Linked DNA regions of Sus scrofa: region 2 is linked to region 1. The links are chromatin contacts, called in public HiChIP or PLAC-seq maps. All regions are on one chromosome and are shown on one strand. Each heading gives the region's core, a stretch centred on a gene start, on an enhancer-like site or on the middle of the called end of the contact. The rest is flanking DNA. Distances are from core to core; before and after follow the strand shown.

Region 1 (4,553 bases), core at 1,383-3,882:
CAAGGAAATTATGTTGAAATAAAAAGATGAGTTTTCCAGGTGTCAGTGGAGCATGATACCAAGACACTCTCTTCACTGCCCCCAGCCCCAAGAACTGACAAAGCACCTCTTCCTGAAAGTTCAAAGAGGCACATAAAGGATCAAATCAGAGAAAACCAGGTGACCTTACAAGGAAAGAAAGGTCTTTCACACAGATGATTCTTAGGCCAGAAAATCTGTCTTCAGCAATGGAACCATGGGAATTTGGGGGATGGTTGCTGGGTTTTTATTCCTATTTTTCTACAGGCCAAGAGTGATATTTCAATATCGAATTAAAGATGCAAAAGGAAAGGCATTAGGAGTTCCCACTGTGGCTCAACAGTGAGGAACCCGACTAGTATCCATGAGGATGTGGGTTCAATCCCTGGCCTCGCTCAGTGGGTTAAGGATCCAGCATTGCCATGAGCTGTGGTGTAGGTCACAGATGCGGCTCGGATCCCCCATTGCTGTGGCTGTGGTGTAAGCCAGCAGCTGCAGCTCCAATTCAACCCCTAGCCTGGGAACTTCCATAGGCCGATGGTGTGGCCCTAAAAACAAAACAAAACCCAAAAAAATGAAATAGGAAAGGCAGACAGGACAGGCTCGCCACACCTGGAAAAGGGGAAGTCAGCAAAGCTCAAATCCTCTCAAGAAGGGAAGTTCTCCACCCTCAGACAGGCCTGCTCTGTCCACCCACTGTCCTTCCCTTCTTCCGAGAACAGCAGCTCTACTTCTTCTGGGGTAACACCCCAGTGGTTCAAGGCTGGTGTTACTAACTGCAGTGCCCCGTCCTCTCAGCTTCACTGTGCCATTCTGGAGGTGGGTCTCTGACAGGCAGTAAAGACCTTGGGCAAGTCTTTAAACCAAGGGGTAAAACAAATCACTCTTTTGGGTACGTGTTACATGCTCTGTGTTCAGCCTGGTAAAACATTTTGGATGATAGAAGAGACAAGCCCTGACCAAATAAAACAATCTGTTTCTATTCTGATCAAAAATATATTTTCCAGAATAGTTTTTCTGTGATATGCACTGCTTATTCTAGTCATTACTCAAGTCTTATCACTTTTAACTGGTCGAAGCAGACAAAACACAAGGTTGAAAGTACCTGACCTTAAATGTAAATCTTTTCGGCTGCTTCTAATGGAAAATATAAAAGACAAACTAACTTCGTTTGAACTTAATTACTCTCAAAATCACTAAGAAAGAAAGGCTGACAAATCTGCAAGTGATAGTAATACAGAGAATTACCATTTATTTATTGACTGCTTGCTCAATTTACAGTCAGACACTATGATAAATGTGTTTCCAGAATTACTTAATTTTCACTACCTATGAGCTAAGTTGTTATTATCCCCACTTTACAAGGCATAGACATGTTAAATAACTTGTCCAAGATCACCCAACTAATTCATGGAAATTGAGCCACAGGATAAATCTTGAGAAATGAACTAAAGAAGTAGAACAACCCTGAGGTCAAAGAACCTGTAAGGTATTCTTGACCTCCCCCAGGCTACACGGGGTCCCAAGAGGCTCTGAGCTCTTCTGCCTCCTCTCTCAAGGCTCCTGGCATCAAAGCATTCTCCTCCATGGCACTGTAATACTTATTTCCATCTTTCACAACTTAGCTCACAGGTATCGGCTTTAAATATCCATTAGGAAAGGGAGGCACATCCCTGAGCAATTAAAGGAAAGTACTTCACCATCCCAAACACTGTGAGAGCTGGACTCTTCAGGGGCAATAACCGGCAGCTCTTCATGTCGGTGCTTTATTACAGACAGCAAGAAGTGGGTGAACATCCACAGCATGCACCCCCCAGCCTATAACTACACACACAGGCAAATGGGATATACAAGAACAGGAGAGACAGAGAGGAAGAGAGAGAAATTGAGTCCTGGCATGGAGAAAAAGCACCAAACCACCCAAGAGGTCAACAATGTGGGGTTTAGCCCTGAGAAAAATTAAAACATAAGCATGGTATTAATAATATTAACAATTGTAAATTCTCGACCACAGTGATAGCAGTAGTAATAACTGAAAATACTTATTGAGCAGATACTAAGTGTTTTACATATATCACCTCTAATCTCAACAACCAACTTTGAAGGAGGTGTGGCTATTTCCATTTTATAGAGAGGAAAACTGAGATTCAGAGGTGAAGTAAGATAGCCCAGGGCACAGTGATCAAAATGAGCAGAACTGGGGAGTTCCCATTATGGCTCAGTGGAAACGAATCCAACTGGTATCCACGAGGTCGTGGGTTCGAGGATCCGGCATTGCCGTAAGCTGTGGTGTACGTCACAGACAGCAGCTCAGATGCCGCGTTGCTGTGGCTGTGGTATAGGCCGGCAGCTATAGCTCCGATTAGACAGCTAGCCTGGGAACCTCCATGTGCCTAGGTTCAGCCTTAAAAAGACAAAAAAAAAAAAAAAAAAAAGTAGCAGAACTGGGAGACCTAATACTTTCCGCTCCTCCAACCATGGGCGAATCAAGATCACTGGAAGCACAAGGAGCTAAATGATTATACGGAAATCTCTGAAGTGATTCACATGCATCCCAGGATGCCTAAAGCCCAGTGCCACTCCACCCAGCTACTGCCACCCACTGTTGTGGCCCCGACTTCTACCTCTCTAGGGAAAGCCAGACTTCTAATCTAATTGACATGCAGAAAAAGAAACCACAGGAGTGAATCACCAAAGATTTCCCTGCTCCTCTAACACTTCTTAGGTCAAATGCTCATATAAAGCAGGGATCTGTGTTTTCCATGGTTTTATTTTCAGCATCTACTACAGTGCCTGGCACATAGTAGATTCAATAGATATTTTCAATCAAAGAGTAACAGGAATATCGAGTTACATGAAACCAAAAGTTAAAATGAGGTGGACGGGGGAGGGGTGATTTACATTTTGTTCCGACATACACATGCACTTACTTAATATGGAAAAAACAACTGATTTAATCCAACAAACCTAACAGTTGATTAAGGGAAAAACACGAAAAAAAGAATTCCCCGGTCTAATTTAATGAATCAAAGGGGCTGGTCACAACGCCATTATTTAGGATGAATCTGAAAGATGTAGCCACTAGAAAGAAAAACTCTTGAATGGCTATGGCAAGATTACTGCAGTGTGCATAAAATTATTATCTCACCCTACCAATCCAGAGAATCAGAAAATACCACGACTTGAAAGAAAATAAACACCTAAAAAGTGATGAATAATATCAAGTAATCATAAAAAAAAAAAAAAAAACTGTAGTTTTCCTGTGGCCCAGTGGGTTAAGGATCAGGCAGTGTCACTATAGGGGCTTGGGTCACTACTGTGCTGCAGGTCTGATTCCTAGCCCAGGAACTTCCACATGCCTCAGTCACAGCAAAAAAACAAACAAAAAACATGCTGAACATTTTGTAGAAGGCAATCGCATTTATGTCCTCCAACCTGTTGCAGTTGTTACATGTTCATATATATGCACATAAATGCCCAGGAAAGTGTTCCAAAGTATATGGAGCACAATGCACAGAGATCACTGCTCACATATACACAATGAGTGTTTGTAATCTGGTCTGCCCTATTGTGATGCTTTCACAGCAATCCTATGATTGATAAGCAAATTGACGCCAAAAGTTAAATAACTTGTTAAATGTCAAAGACACTAGTCACAGACCGAGAGTCAAATCTAAGCTATCTGGCCCCACAGCAGAGACACGTGCCAAAATGCCCTCTTCTGCGCAGAAGAGTGGGACAGGGTCCGAGCTGTGGGCTGATAGAGAATTCCTGATATCAGGAATGTGTTCATGTACTACGTGTATGAAAATCACAAGAAAAAAATAACTTCTAAGATGAGAACAAAGGAAAGAGGATGAATGGACCCAAAATTCAAAAATCAGAAGGATCCTTCAACTGCCAGCACTGCCCATCTGACCTCATGAACAGGGACCCACCCGCAGTGAGTAAACTAAAATCATTATTAATTCTCCTGCAGATCACCATTAATGGTGCTACCATACATCTGTAATAAAGATATTCCAAACATGAAAAAAAGATTCTCAACACAAGGGGCATTTGTTACACTTTTCTTATCTAGGAGAAGGTGGGCACAAACGAGGTTATGTCTAATTCATTTCTTCTTCATTTGCTCAATAACCCAATGATCTCTAGAAACTAAATGCGGGTCTATTCTTTAACAAATAAAGAAGGAAAAATAATTGGCAACTACATCTGAGAAGCAGGCTTCCTTTAGAAATTAGAAGGTACATGGTGAGACTGCTTGTTATTTTAAAAGAAGAAATGTCTTAGTACACTACATTATAAAACAGTACCATAAAAGGGATGAGAAAAATCAATGACTCATTACTGTAAACAACAGCAAATGAAGAAGACTTGCGATCAGATACTGAATAAAACTCTTCAATAGCTTTTTAATCTGAGACTAAAAGGACATGTTTATAAATGTAATTAATCATTCCTGATCAACATTAAACAAAATGGCCCTATCTGGACAAAACACATTCATATTACAGCACCAATAAATAATATGA
Region 2 (4,553 bases), core at 651-3,150, 150 kb before region 1:
GGCATGAAGTGGTGAATTACATATGCCAGTTCATTTTCTGGACTGTTTTTGCCCTAATGCTTCTGTTTTATGTGGTGATTGCAAAAAAGGTATACAATTCTTATAGGAAGGCCAAAAGTAAGGACAGCAAAAACAACAAAAGGCTAGAAGGTAAAGTATTTGTTGTAGTGGCTGTCTTCTTCGTGTGCTTTGCTCCATTTCATTTCGCCAGAGTCCCATACACTCAGAGTCAAACCAACAGTAAGACCAACTGTCGACTGCAAAATCAATTGTTTCTAGCTAAAGAATCAACTCTACTTTTGGCTGCAACTAATATTTGCATGGACCCCCTAATATATATATTCTTATGTAAAAAATTCATAGAAAGGGTACCATGTATGAAAGGGAGAAAGATCACAACATCCACCCAAGAAAATCATACAAGTCAGTCAGACAATATAATCCTAGAGTGATAACTTTATAGTGGTTAATTATTATGTATTGACAAGACTTCAAAAGACAAGTATGTAAATCAAATTTAAGCAATGAAAGAAAAATGGATTAAAACAAATGCCTTCTTACATTTCAGTATCCTGGTATACAGAAAGGATTATAGACATTTTAATTCCATGCAGATCTACTCATAAGCAGAATGAAATATCAGTAAGGGAAGGCAGTAGAAAGCAAATGGCCACTAGAGGTCATATGTTCCAGAGCATTCACATATTTTGGAAAAGATTTATTAAGGGGAAATGCATATTCCAAAAAACCTCCACTCCCACTCTTTCGCACATGTAATTCAAACAACACTAGTGCTTTTGTATCCCCCTTGCTGATTTATTAAAAACTATAAACCCACCTTGAAAGTCCTTTGGTAAAAACTGAAGCTTGAGGTTGAAAGGGATGCTCGATGTAAAGCACCTGGAGTAGGTCAGAAAGTCCTCTGACACCCAGGAGGAAGGAGTTTCTCTTTATAATGACAAAGAACCTCTTCCACAGCACGTCACTACACCACGGGAGGCACAAACAACAATATGAAGCCGCTTAAGATATCTAAAATATTGTAACTGAAATACTCTGCTTACAGCCTAAGTATGCGCAATTTCAGGGCAAGAATACTGTATTCTCATTTTTTGGAATCCTCCCTCTGCCTGGCCAGTTCTCTAATGGTAGCTAAATAACTTTACCTACTCAGCGAAGCCTTCCTGGGTCAGCCTCTCTATGCTCTGTCCTCATATCTCGGGTTGAAAACAATTACTTCCCTCACTCTTTGGCTATGTTTTAGGGCCCTCGACACAGATTTCTCTAGCTGTATTCTTGACTACATCCCCCCACAGGTGATTCAGATTCTTTAAGAAAGACAGTATGTTCTGAAGACCAAAAATATGTTTCCTTGGTATATCCCACAATACTTCCCACAGACAATGAATTACAAACTTTTATTTTTTGGCTTTTTAGGGTCACATCCGTAGCATATGGAGGTTCCCAGGCTAGGGGTCAGATGGGAGCTGTAGCCGCTGGCCTACACCATAGCACAGCAATGTCAGATCTAGGTCACATCTGCAACCCACACCATAGTTCAGGGCAACTCTGGATCCTTAACCCACTGAGCGAGGCCAGGGATGGAACCTGCCTCCTCATGGATACAAATCAGATTCACTTCTGTTGAGCCATGACGGGAACTCTCAAACATTTAAAATAGAATATGTCCTACAATCCATAACATTCATACTGGGAAACTTTTAAAGGATGGTGACCTACTTGTACTTATTTACCTTCACATTTTTTCCTGAATTGCTTTGTAGTTTAGAAACAAAACAAAACACTAAGTATTTTGTTTTGGAATTGGGGATGAAGATTTGAATCCTCTAGATAAAACATACAAAGGGGAAGTCATGCTTCATAGATGTGTCACTAGCTCCAACCATCAGAATGTGAAGCCCAGGCTTCCTTCCATGGCCTCTAAGGCTCTGAAGGCCCTGGAACTTGCCTGCCTTTCTGGCCTTTTCTCCTAACTGTTCTTCATCCTGGCAACTTTACACTCTCCTAGAAGTTTATAATTATCAGAACATGCCACGCTCCTTTTTGCCCTGTGTCATTGCACTTGTAAATTTCCCTCTGACTCACCAAGAAAACTCATATCCATCCATGAAAGCCTAGGTTGCCATCACTTGATTCATGAAATCTCAGCTGGCTAAGTTCCCACCACAACCCCAAACCCAGTCACTCCCTCATCTGTATGTTATCACACCTCAACTACTGTACTTCTCATGCCGCTTTGTAATTACTGGCTCACACATGTAACCAACTTTTGATAAGCCATGTGTACTTCGGTGGGCAGAGATTGTGTTTCATTGTGCAATAAATAAGTATTTGATAAAATATACCAAACTAGCTTTATTTTTACATACCAGGGAAGCCAATTCTCACTGATTTTTTTTTTTAATCAAAATAATAAATTTCTTGAAAGCTCAAGCTCTTTTCAGTTAGTCTGCTATAGCATGTGCACACAGGCCTGGGAAGTGGGGGTGTTTGGGGGCTCACTAGTGAATAGTCAGGAAGGAAGATTACTAAAGAGCTTATGACAGAAGGTAATTTCAGTTTTAAAGCTATTAACAAAATGCTGCAGCTATGTATTGTTGGTTTTGGTTAAGCAAGATGTGTAGCTGTGGCAAATTACAGTCAGCAAAACTCTTTTAGAAAGTACTTAGACTTCTGATTTTCATTTGCTAAAATAAAAATATTAAGTCATGGTAACTATTAGAGATGTCACTAAATCCACGTTACTGTTACTGAGTACATTACACAATCACAAGCAGATTCTATCTACTAAGTAACTGCATCTAAGCCACCCTTCAAACTATGCTTGGTGATATAACCTATGCCTTTCACTTCTAATAATATTTTCAATATGCACCGAATGGCTATAGATAATGAATACCTTTTTTAGAAAGAACTTTCAAAATAAAATTTCAATAGAAAATCTATCCTTCATAAACACAAATATTTCCTTCCATTAAAATAATATTATAGTCAAACGCAAAGTACCTGATGTGTAGAATGAAATAATCAACCAAGAAGTTAGAGAAGAGGCATATTCCAGTCATCTTAAAATCACATTCATAGGATGAAAAGCAACTATAGCCAATTAATGACACATAGAACAGAGGCAAGAGGATTAAAAAAAAAAAAAAAAAGCTTTGGTAAAGTGCATAAGCTCAGAGCACAATTAAGGGCTTTTGCCAAAAGCTAAAATGTAATTATTTTTACTAGATAAGGCTTTCCGAATACCCCGGGTGCAGAGGAAGTAGGAAAGGATATTGCCCCACACAGAATTATTCTTCAGAAACCAAAAGAAATTACTGTAAAAGGAGAAGGAAGAGGCAGAGAAGTTGTGTGAATTCCTAACTCGCAGAAGTTAGATGACTGATCAAGTTATCATTACATCAGAGTATAAAATAACTATTCGATCTTATTAAGCTCATTACTTAATATATTCCATATCTACTTAAAAGCATCTCATTCCATAACTTTCTGACGTCTTCCTTCTAAAAAAGTCTGACCATCACCCCAGGCAAACCGTATTTCTCCAAAGTTAATAGATCAAAGTTCACATAGATTTGAACAGAACAAAACCTCTAGAGCCGAGGAACCCACAGCGAGCAGCGTCTCTAAGCTAAGAGAATACACGTCGGCAAGAGAGCAGCCCTATTGAGGAAAGTGTGGAATTTACAAATCATTTGAAGTGTCTGGAAATACAACTCAACATTTTCAATTTTACATAGAAACTAAACACAGGTAATATAAATATAGAACACATGTGTTAAGCCAGTGATTATCAACCTTTACTGGGTATCAGAACAAGCTGGAAAGATTGCTAAGCCCACCCGCAGAGTTTCTGATTCAGTGCGGCTGGAGTGAGCCTGGGAACAAGTTTCCAGGAGACAAAGATGCTATCAATTTGGGTCACATTTTAAGAACCAGTGTGCTAAAAGTTGCTTGAGGTTCAGACATCCATAAAGACTGATTCACAGCACTCTTGGACATGAATGCCCAACAGTGAGATCTGTCCACAGGAGACAAACAAAATTGTTAGTTAGAAGGCAGGACAGATCTAAGGTGACAGGCTCTAATGCAGACTACGGCTACCTGGAAAGTTCATGTCCCGCTTACAAGGTCATCTACAACTCAGTGCCAGCTGCTGGCACTGGAGGGAAGTGGGCCCAGGATTGCTAGCTTAGTAGCAATAGCAGTAGTACAGCCAGCATCAGCAAGAACAGAAACAGCACACATTATTTACTATTTACTATGTACCAGGCAGGTGTGACAAGAACTTTAAATATACTGTAACATTTAATAATCCCAGGAAGGCTACCAGTGTTATTGTTATTTCCATTTTAGAGAAAAGAAGTTAAGAAACAGATTAGTTAAGCAACTTGCATGGAGTCACACAGCTTATAAGTAGCAAAGCTAGGACTCTAATTCAGATTACGGCTTCTGATCTCATATTTTAATCACTATATTTATAACTGAAGATTCTCTAATGTTCCCAGGAAAAATCATAAATCCAGACT

The links. HiChIP or PLAC-seq counts read pairs in DNA pulled down with a chosen protein or histone mark.
Region 2: a contact with region 1 is called in an H3K27ac HiChIP or PLAC-seq map of alveolar macrophages. The contact joins two enhancer-like sites. A contact is called at or near these places in 1 of 5 promoter capture datasets (liver) and 1 of 2 datasets of contacts at active chromatin or transcription factors (alveolar macrophages).

What each region holds. Positions count from the first base shown.
Region 1 is chr13:91,358,125-91,362,677 of Sscrofa11.1, reverse strand. All of the region lies in intron 11 of MED12L (mediator of RNA polymerase II transcription subunit 12-like protein), which reads right to left. Among named protein-coding and RNA genes, the nearest start is that of GPR171, 30 kb to the left of the region's middle. Within about 2 kb of position 2,632, at least 5 of the 83 cell types and tissues checked have an H3K27ac peak or open chromatin away from gene starts, as enhancers often do. A contact at or near this core is called in alveolar macrophages, where this site is marked.
Region 2 is chr13:91,507,253-91,511,805 of Sscrofa11.1, reverse strand. The region is part of intron 16 of MED12L (mediator of RNA polymerase II transcription subunit 12-like protein); the gene reads right to left. P2RY13 (P2Y purinoceptor 13) reads left to right here. Exons shown (of 2, transcript XM_021069624.1): 2 at 1-2,365. The coding sequence ends at 452. Among named protein-coding and RNA genes, the nearest start is that of P2RY13, 4.2 kb to the left of the region's middle. Within about 2 kb of position 1,900, at least 4 of the 83 cell types and tissues checked have an H3K27ac peak or open chromatin away from gene starts, as enhancers often do. A contact at or near this core is called in alveolar macrophages, where this site is marked.